Linked DNA regions of Sus scrofa: region 1 is linked to region 2. A link is a contact called in public Hi-C data. All regions are on one chromosome and are shown on one strand. The core of a region is the stretch at or near the end of the contact, and the rest is flanking DNA. Distances in the headings are between cores, read along the strand shown.

Evidence for each region. Hi-C and Micro-C count contacts between places; a contact is called where the count stands out from the background.
Region 1: a contact with region 2 is called in a Hi-C map of heart right ventricle, with 4 times the contacts expected there. A contact is called at or near these places in 4 of 47 Hi-C or Micro-C datasets (epiblast stem cells, fibroblasts, heart right ventricle and 1 more) and 1 of 2 datasets of targeted methods (alveolar macrophages).

The regions. Positions count from the first base shown.
Region 1 is chr4:96,108,938-96,113,695 of Sscrofa11.1, forward strand. No RefSeq gene overlaps it. Among named protein-coding and RNA genes, the nearest start is that of S100A6, 13 kb to the left of the region's middle.
Region 2 is chr4:95,891,367-95,896,339 of Sscrofa11.1, forward strand. No RefSeq gene overlaps it. Among named protein-coding and RNA genes, the nearest start is that of SLC27A3, 9.7 kb to the right of the region's middle.

The sequences.
Region 1 (4,758 bases), core at 1,689-4,188, 220 kb after region 2:
GCATAAAAGTACTGAATCACTACGTTGTACCTCTGGAATTAATATAACAGCACAAGCCAGTTATGCTTCAGTTAAAACCTAGCACAACTTTGAAAAGCTATCATCATCAGTGGTGCTGTCCTTGAGCCGTGAAGGGATTTCTGTGGACAGTTTGCCAGCCACTTGAAAGCACTCTCACCTACATCCAGATTGACGAGGGGGCGGGGGCAGCTGATTCCATCTTCTCATAACCTCATTTTGTGTTTGATAGCTTTGAGATACTTTTGAATGTTTTTCAGGGCCTGCAGTCTTTGTTGTTAATTGTAAGCTACAGTTTCTGTTTTAAAGAACATATATATTCAGTTTGCTTTGTCTTCCTTAATTCCCGCATTTATGAACAGGGATGACGATGCAGAGGAACTGATAGTGATACAGTCACAGCTTCCTTGGTCCCTGTCTCGAAGTCGCAAAGCACCAGAATGGTGGACTTTTATACATTTATTAAAGCGGAAGTACATTTTCAGAGAGGGAGAGGGAGGACTCAAGTGGGCGCAGGCTAAAAAGAGGGCCTGACTCATTCTGCAATAGTCTTTATACCCCGCAAGGAGGAGCTGAGTGGAGACCCAATTTGATCTGATTGGTCTTAAGCAGGATACCTCATTTGCATGGGGAACAGGTTATATAGCATCGGGGTGCAGAGTGGCCGATATTCCTTCTCTGGCAGAGAGTGAGCAGCTCAGGCTGGTCAAGGTGGGGGAAGGGGCATTACAATGAGCCGTGGCCAGAGGTCTTGGAGTTTAATTTCCTTGAAGGGGACTTGAAGCCTATAGCAGCATCAATTTCAGTGCTGAAACACCCATACATCCCTTGCTTAGGGGTAATAGGGATTATTCTTCATTTTTTTTTTTTTTTTCAGCCTGTGGCATATGGAAGTTCCTGGACTGGGGTCAAATTGGAGCTGCAGCTGAGAGTTGTGCCACAGCCACAGAAATGCTGGATCCTTAACCCACCGAGCGAGGCCAGGGATCAAACCTGCATCCTCATGGACACCATGTTAGGCTCTTAACTTGCTGAGCCACAACAGGAACTCCTCTTTACTTTGTTGATTGCCATTTTCTGTCACTTTTTGCAGATTATGGAGGTATAGAAGAATGCTTCCTAACACAGTTAACCTTTGATTTGAAATTTTAATATAACCTAAAATTCTTAGGTACATCTCAACATATAAGCGGTTAATATTTCAGATTAAAAAAAAATACCGGGAGTTCCCGTTGTGGCACAGTGGAAGCAAATCCAACTAGGAACCATGAGGTTGTGGGTTCAATCCCTGGTCTTTCTCAGTGGGTTAAGGATCCAGCATTGCTGTGAGCTGTGGCATAGGACTCAGACTTGGCTCCGATCCTGTGTGGCTGTGCCTGTGGTGTAGGCTGGTGGCTGTAGCTCTGATTTGACCCCTAGCCTGGGAACCTCCATATGCCTCGGGTGCAGCCCTAAAAAGGACAAAAATAATATTAATATTTTGGTACCTAAAAATTAGGCAATATACCAAAATACTGAAATACAGGCATTGTAATCACTTCTTCTTTTTTTTTGTCTTTTTCTCTTTTTTCTAGGGCTGCACCTGCGGCATATGGAGGTTCCCAGGCTAGGGGTCTAATTGGAGCTATAGCTGCCAGCCTAAGCCACAGCCACAGCAACACATGGGATCCGAGCTGCCTCTGTGACCCACACCACAGCTCACGGCAATGCTGGATCCTTAACCCACTGAGCAAGGCCAGGGATCCAACCTGCAAACTCATGGTTCCTAGTTGGATTCGTTAACCACTGAGCCATGAGGGAACCCCTGTAATCACTTATTCTTTAAACCAGAGAGCAAACAATCAAATTCTCAACCAAGCAGGAAGGTCCTGTGCCAGCTCTTACTCTCTCAGGGGAGGGAAGACAAGCTTTGCTTCAAGGAATGAGTCAAAACTCTTTTTTTTTTTTAGGGCTGCACCTGTGGCATATGGAGGTTCCCAGGCTAGGGGTTGAATTGGAACTATTGCTGCCAGCCTACGCCACAGACAGAGCAACGGGGGATCTGAGCCTCGTCTGTGAACTATATCACAGCTCAAGGCAATGCTGGATCCTTAACCCACTGAGCGATGCCAGGGATTGAATCCACAACCTCATGGTTCCTAGTCGGATTCGCTTCCACTGCACCTCAAAGCTCTTTTTAATGCGTCCCCCTCCCTCACAAAAAACCCCCAAACCTTTCTGTTTTCTGACCAAATCTTCCTACAAGTGCGTAGTTTCTATTTTAAGAAGATGTATAGTTCCCTCCTGCTGATGTTTAGCATTTGCTATTGTCCCTTAACTTTGGACATAAAGATGGTTTCCGTCCATTCCTTTTCCCAGTTACAGATTACCGGTGGTAAATATATTCACAAATGCAGTCCTAGCTTGTGAGTTACTCTCAAGAGTGGAAATTATTACCAGATCAGAATCAGTTCTGGGACCTCACATCCAGCTCTGGCTTGATATTTTGTGTTCTGAGAAATGTCCTTGCTCGCAGCTCAGAGCCACAGTGTTACTTTAGGAACACACAAAATTATGATCCAAAACGTGATCAGGAAAATTACTGAGTTTGGTAAGTAAAAACCTCTTTCATCTAGGAAGAGCCTTTAAAAAAACGTGTGTGTGTGTGTGTGTGTGTGTGTGTGTGTGTGTGTGTGTGTGTGTTGTGTGGTATGTGTGCGCGCACGTGTGCGTATTTCCCTGAATTTGGAGGAAAAACCGTACCCCCTTTCTCTTTGGACCTCTTATCTGAGGCCAGGATGGAGCCCATGGGATCAGGCTGTGCCAGGGTCTGGAACCTGGCCGGCTTTCCTTTTCACCACGTGGCAGGAGAGGGCTGAGCAGCCTTGTGACTGTCCAATCACTGGTCCTTTGGTGCCCCCTGCTGACCATTCAGTCCCCACTCGAGTCCCTGCCTACCGGAGACGCCTAAAAGGTCTGGGGTGGTGGGATTGCCGAAGCATTGCCTGGAAGAACCTCGTGACCAGAGGCTTGGATGAGAGCTGGCTGGACCATACATCAGACCCCATCTTCTCCTCTTTAGGGCTGAGCCACACAGCCCTGCTGGTGGCAGCCCTACCATAAGGAAAAATGAGTTAAACCCAGTTTGTCTTTCACATTGCTGTTACATTTGTCTTTCTGGCAAACAAAGCTGGTTCTGCAGCTTTAAATCCTATATTGACTTCCGCCATGGACTGAATCATTGTTCCCCCCAAATTCATATGTTGATCCCCAATGTACTAGTATTTAGAAGTTGGGGCCTTTGGGAGAGGTAATTGGGTTTGGACGAGGTCATGGGGGTGGAAACCTCAGGAAGGGATTGGTGCCCTTATAAGGACGCCCTCTGCTGGTAGAAAGGAGACTGTGCACAACACTGGACAAGTGCCCAGGTCTCTCTGCTCCTGCTGCTGGGGCAGCCAGCTTCTTGCCAGGAGAGTTTGGGTGTCCACAGGATGCAGCCCAAGCCCTGCGTGGTTCTCACTGGGGTTAAGGTGAAGGGGAAGTGCCTTGCCCTCCCCTCCATGGGGATGATGTGGGGATCAAACAGCAGCCCTGCCAACACCCTGCCTCACTCCCAGGGATAGGTAGGGACACTGTGTTTTTGGTCCACCTCCTTCCCAAAAAGTTCTCCATAGCTGGTCAAGAGCCTCTCTTCAGTAGGTGTAGAGACTTAAGCCCTTGTCCTCTGCTTTGGGGCCACAGCAAAAAGGGAGACAATTGAAAAAGTTCCTTTTTTTTTTGGTCTTTTTGCCTTTTCTAGGGCCGCTCCTAGGGCATATGGAGGTTCCCAGGCTAGGGGTCCAATCAGAGCTGTAGCTTCAGCCTGCACCACAGTCACAGCAACAGGGGATCTGAGCCGCGTCTGCAACCTACAACACAGCTCACGGCAACGCCAGATCCTTAACCCACTGAGCAAGGCCACGGATCGAACCTGCAACCTCATAGTTCCTAGTCAGATTCGTTAACCTCTGAGCCACGACGGGAACTCCTTGAAAAAGTTCTTTTTAAGCATCCTATTATGTCGGGGGTTGTTGGACAACAGTCAGCATAGAGGCTGCAGAGAACAAAGAATTTTGTTTGGGCTCTTAGGAATTGCAATTTGTGGAGTTCCCATCATGGCTCAGTGGTTAACGAGCCCGACTAGAATCCATGAGGATGCAGGTTCAATCCCTGGCCTTGCTCAGTTGATTAAGGATCTGGCATTGCCGTGAGCTGTGGTGTAGGTTGCAGATGTGGCTCGAATCTGGTGTTGCTGTGGCTGTGGCATAGGCCGGTGGCTACAGCTCCGATTAGACCCCTAGTCTGGGAACCTCCATATGCCAAGGGTGCGGCCCTAAAAAGACAAAAGACAAAAAAAAAAAAAAAAGAATTGCAATTTGGGAGACATAGCTTTGGGTCAAACCAAAAGAATGTTCTGGGGAAGAGACAGTCAGAGGCCACAAAGACAAAAACCACAGGCTATCCTCTGACCCAAGGAAGGAAATATTTTTCCTTATGGATAGGCTGTCACGAGTTATTTTAGGGTAAGGGTCTGATAAGTATCTTGAGTTTCTGGAACGCTGGGCCGATGTTCTAGATGTCTTTGTTAAGACCATGAGTGGTCAAAAGGTCAGACTCCATCTGGGCTGAGGCGAGCAAATGGCTCACTTCCCTGATGGCCTCCCAGCTCCGTTTCAGAGAGCTCTCTACACAGCACCACCTCCAGGGTTTGTGGGATGAGTA
Region 2 (4,973 bases), core at 2,010-4,509:
GATCCCTTCATGGTTGCCAGCTGAAACGGACTGCACTAACGGCCTGAACCCAGCCAAAACCCAGACTGGGACTCGAACCCAGCCTAAAGCCAGATTGGGGCTTAAACCCACGGTTTTAAATTAGAATCACTCCCCCGTGTCTGGACTCACTGAGGTTCAGGTTCTACGTCTCCCCACAGAAGGAATTCAGCGAGAGACAAAGTGATAGGCAAGAAATAGATTTCTTAGGATGCTTGCGAGAGATGCAAGTGGGCAGGCACAGAAGCGCTGCCACAATGATTTCTTAGTATCACCTATACCTAGTCCATAATCAAATCTCCCTGATTGTCTCGAAAATGTCTTTTTTTTTTTTTTTAATCAGAACAAGGTCCATATACTATACTGCATTTGGTTGTCTCTTAAATATCTGAGTTAAGCTTCCCCCACCGCCCCAATCTCTCTCATACATCATTGAACTGTTAAAAGAGACTGGATAAATCTTCCAGTAGAATTACCTGTATTCTGAAAAAAAACAAAACAAAAAAACAATGGAGTGCTCATCGTGGTGCAACAGAAACGAATCCAACAGGAACCATGAGGATGCAGGTTCGATCCCTGGCCTCGCTCGGTGGGTTAAGGATCCGGCTTTGCGGTGAGCTGTGGTATAGTTCGCAGACATGGCTCGGATCCTACACTGTTGTGGCTGTGGTGTAGGCTGGCAGCTGTAGCTCCGATTTGACCCCTAGCCTGGGAACCTCCATTTGCCGCAGGTGCAACCCTAAAAAAGCCGGGAAAAAAAATCCAGAATATATATTTTGAAAAATAAGAAACGTTCATAACTCAACAGTAAAAAGGCAAATAACCCAATTAAAAAACAAGGAAGTAGGAGTTCCAATAGTGGCTTAATGGAAAGGAATCTGACTAGTATCCATGAGGATGCCAAGTTTGATCTCTGGCCTTGCTCAGTGGGTTAAGGATCTGGTGTTGCTGTGAGCTGTGCTGTAGGTTGAAGACATGGCTTAGATCCCAGGTTGCTGTGGCTGTGATGTAGGCGGGGAGCTACAGCTCTAGTTGAACCCCTAGCCTGGGAACCTCCAAATACCGTGGGTGTGGCCCTAAAAAGACAAAAAAAAAAAAAAAGAAAGAAAGAAAAAGAAAGAAAGAAAGAAAAAGAAATAATTTGGATAGACATTTCTCCAAAGAAAATATATAAATGGCCAGTAAGCACATGAAGAGATGTTCAACATCATTAGCCAACGGGGAAACGCAAATCAAATCCACAAGATACCATATCACACTCACTATGATTGCTGTAGTCGAAACACAAATAAAAACAATTGTTGGAGTTCCCGTCGTGGCACAGTGGTTAACGAATCCGACTAGGAACCATGAGGTTGCGGGTTCGGTCCCTGCCCTTGCTCAGTGGGTTAACGATCCGGCGTTGCCGTGAGCTGTGGTGTAGGTTGCAGACGCGGCTCGGATCCCGCGTTGCTGTGGCTCTGGCGTAGGCCGGTGGCTACAGCTCCGATTCAACCCCTAGCCTGGGAACCTCCATATGCCGCGGGAGCGGCCCAAGAAATAGCAACAACAACAACAACAAAAGACAAAAGACCAAAAAAAAAAAAAAAACAATTGTTTGTGAAGATGTAGAAAAACTGGAACCCTCACACATTGCAGGTGGGAATGCAAAATGGTGCATTCACCGTGGAAAGTAGTTTGGCAGTTCCTCACAAGTTTAAACACAAATATAAGACCCAGTAATTCCATTTCCAGGTATATACCCAAAAGAACTGAAAGAAAGTATATATATATATGCATGTGTATATATATATATACTTTTTTTAAAATTTATTTTTAGGGTCATAGGTGGGGCAGATGTACGTTCCCAGGCTAGGGGTCAAATGGGAGCTGCAGCTGCTGTCCTATGCCACAGCCACAGCAACACAGGATCCAAACCAAGTGTGAGGCCTATACCACAGCTCATGACAAGGCCAGATCCTTAACCCACTGAGCAGAGCCAGGGATTGAACCCAAATCCTCAAGGATACTATTTGGATTCATTACCACTGAGCCACAACGGGAACTCCCGAGAACTGAAAATATGTCCACACAAAGACTTGAACACAAATGTTTACAGCAGTATTATTCAAACAGTCAAAAAGTGGAGGCGGGAGTTCCCGTCGTGGCGCAGTGGCTAACGAATCTGACTAGGAACCATGAGGTTGCGGGTTCGATCCCTGCCCTTGCTCAGTGGGTTAACGATCCGGCATTGCCGTGAGCTGTGGTGCAGGTTGCAGACGCGGCTCGGATCCCGCGTTGCTGTGGTTCTGGCTTACGCCGTTGGCTACAGCTCCAATTGGACCCCTAGCCTGGGAACCTCCCATATGCCGCGGGAGCGGCCCAAGAAATGGCAAAAAGACAAAAAAAAAAAAGTAGAGGCAACCAAAATATTAACTGATGAATGGATAAACAATGTGGTATATACATTCCAAACAACATTATTCGGCCGTAAGAAGGAACTACTGATACATGCTACAATGGGGAGGAACTTTGAAAAGTATGCTCAGTGAAAGCCAATATCTGATCCCACTTACTTACAATGTCCAGAATATCTAAGTCCATAGAGACGGAATGCAGACTGGTGGTTGCCAGGAACTAGGGTGAGGGAGGAATGCTAAGAGATTCCTTTTCGGGGGTGTGGGCGGGGTGCTGATGAAAATGTTCTTAAGTAGTGTCTATGGCTGCACAAATCTGAGTATACCAAAACCACTAAACTTTACACTTCAAAAGGGTGAACCACTAAACTTTACACTTCAAAAGGTACATGAATTCCATTTCAATTAAAAAAGCACATGGAGTTCCCCTAGTGTCTCAGTGGTTAACGAATCCGACTAGGAACCGTGAGGTTGAGGGTTCGATCCCTGGCCTTGCTCAGTGGGTTGAGGATCCGGCGTTGCTGTGGCTGTGGTGTAGGCCAGCGGCTACAGCTCCGATTAGACCCCTAGCTTGGAACCTCCATATGCCGCGGGAGCGGCCCAAGAAATGTCAAAAAGACAAAAACAAACAAACAAACAAACAAACACAAAACTTTCTCCCTGCATTTCTTCCCTAGGAGCCCAAAGAGTAGAACTTTTGTTACTATAAATCTGCTTCACCAGGCGTCGTCTCAGTTTTACGGGATCTCCTGGCGCAGCCTGGCAGTGCGCAGGCGCCTTTCTACGGCGGAAGGCGCGGAGGGGCTCGCCCCGCCCAGGCAGGATGACTCCGCCCACTCCCCCGGCTTGCCCCTCCTCCCTCGCGCGCGGGGACGTGGGCGGTGGCCAGTCAGCAGGAGCCAATCCGCGGTTGTACCCCCGGGCCGCTTTTCCTCGCTGCGCGTGGCCGCTGCCCCATCCCCCAGCGCAGCGTGCTGGCGCGTGGACGCTGGGAAGTGAGCAGGACTGGCGGCGCGTTTCCCCCACGTAATCGGCTCAGGCAGAGCCCGATCTTGGGAGCTTTGTGCCAAGTCCCACAGGGAGCAGTCATCAGGCATCGCCCGGGGGCCTCCCTACTCTCTTTCCTTGCGCGAGGGGAAAACTGCAGCCCAGCGGCGCGATAGAGAAGAGGCCCTAGAACAGGGATGGACAGTTTTTCCGTCAAGGGTCCCACAGTGAATATTTTCTGCTTTGCAGGCCGTACGGTCTCTGCCACAACTGCTCAGCTCTTTTTTGACGCAGAGAAGCAGCCATAGACAGTATATAAAGGATGAGCGTAGCCTGTTCCAATAAAGCTACTCATGGACACAAATCTGAATCAGTATTTACAAATCATGAACTATTCTTCTTTTGATCTCTTCAACCACATAAAAAAAAATATAAAAACCATTCTTGGTCACTGGCTGTAAAAAGCTGCCACCACCACTGCCCCTTCACAGGTTCCTGTATTTGTCGAGGACATGTGGCCTTAAATAGCTTGGGGAGTCTACAGACACAAAGCCTTGATTTGAGGACGAGGTGAGACAGTTTTCTGATTCCACTACCCTTCCACTCCAGCATCCATCTCAGGGGCAAGCTTCTCACCCCCTAGGACCGGCCTGTTTGCAAATTACATCATAATGCCATTTTATTTTATCTCATTTGACTTTTTGGTAGGAAAACTTAATTCCTTTAAAGTTTATTTTATTTCTAGGAGTTCTCATCGTGGCGCAGCAGAAATGAATCTGACTAGGAACAATGAGATTGGGGGTTCAATCCCTGGCCTTGATCAGTGGGTTAAGGATCCGGCATTGCCATGAGCTGTGGTATAGGTCGCAGACACGGCTCGGATCTGGTGTTGCTGTAGCTTTGGTGTAGGCTGGCAGCTGTAGCTCCGATTCAACCCCTAGCCTGGGAACCTCCATATGCTGCAGATGCAGCCCTAAAAAGAAAAAAAAAAAAGCTTATTTTATTTGTAATTACTTGTTATTTGTTTGTTTATTTATTTGCTTTTTAGGGCTATACCCGCAGCATATGGAGGTTCCCAGGCTAGGGGTCCAATTGGAGCTACAGCTGCTGGCCTACGCCACAGCCACAACAACAATTTTTTTTTTTCTTTTTTGCTATTTCTTTGGGCCGCTTCTGCGGCATATGGAGGTTCCCAGGCTAGGGGTCTAATCGGAGCTGTAGCTGCCAGCCTACGCCAGAGCCACAGCAACTCGGGATCCGAGCCCCGTCTGCAACCTACACCACAGCTCACGGCAACGCCAGATTGTTAACCCATGCAGTCGGGTTCTTAACCCACTGCATCCCAGCAGGAACTCCTATTTTTTTCCCCTCTTTTTAAGGCTGCACCTGTGCATATGGAAGTTCCCAGGCCAGGGGTCAAAACTGGAGCTGCAGCTGCCAGGCTACGCCACAGTCACACCAGATCCTTAACCCACCGAATGGGTCCAGGGATTGAACCCAAGTCCTCATGGATACTAGTTGGGTCCACTAGCACTGAGTCACAATGGGAACTCCGGGAACTCCTATTTTATT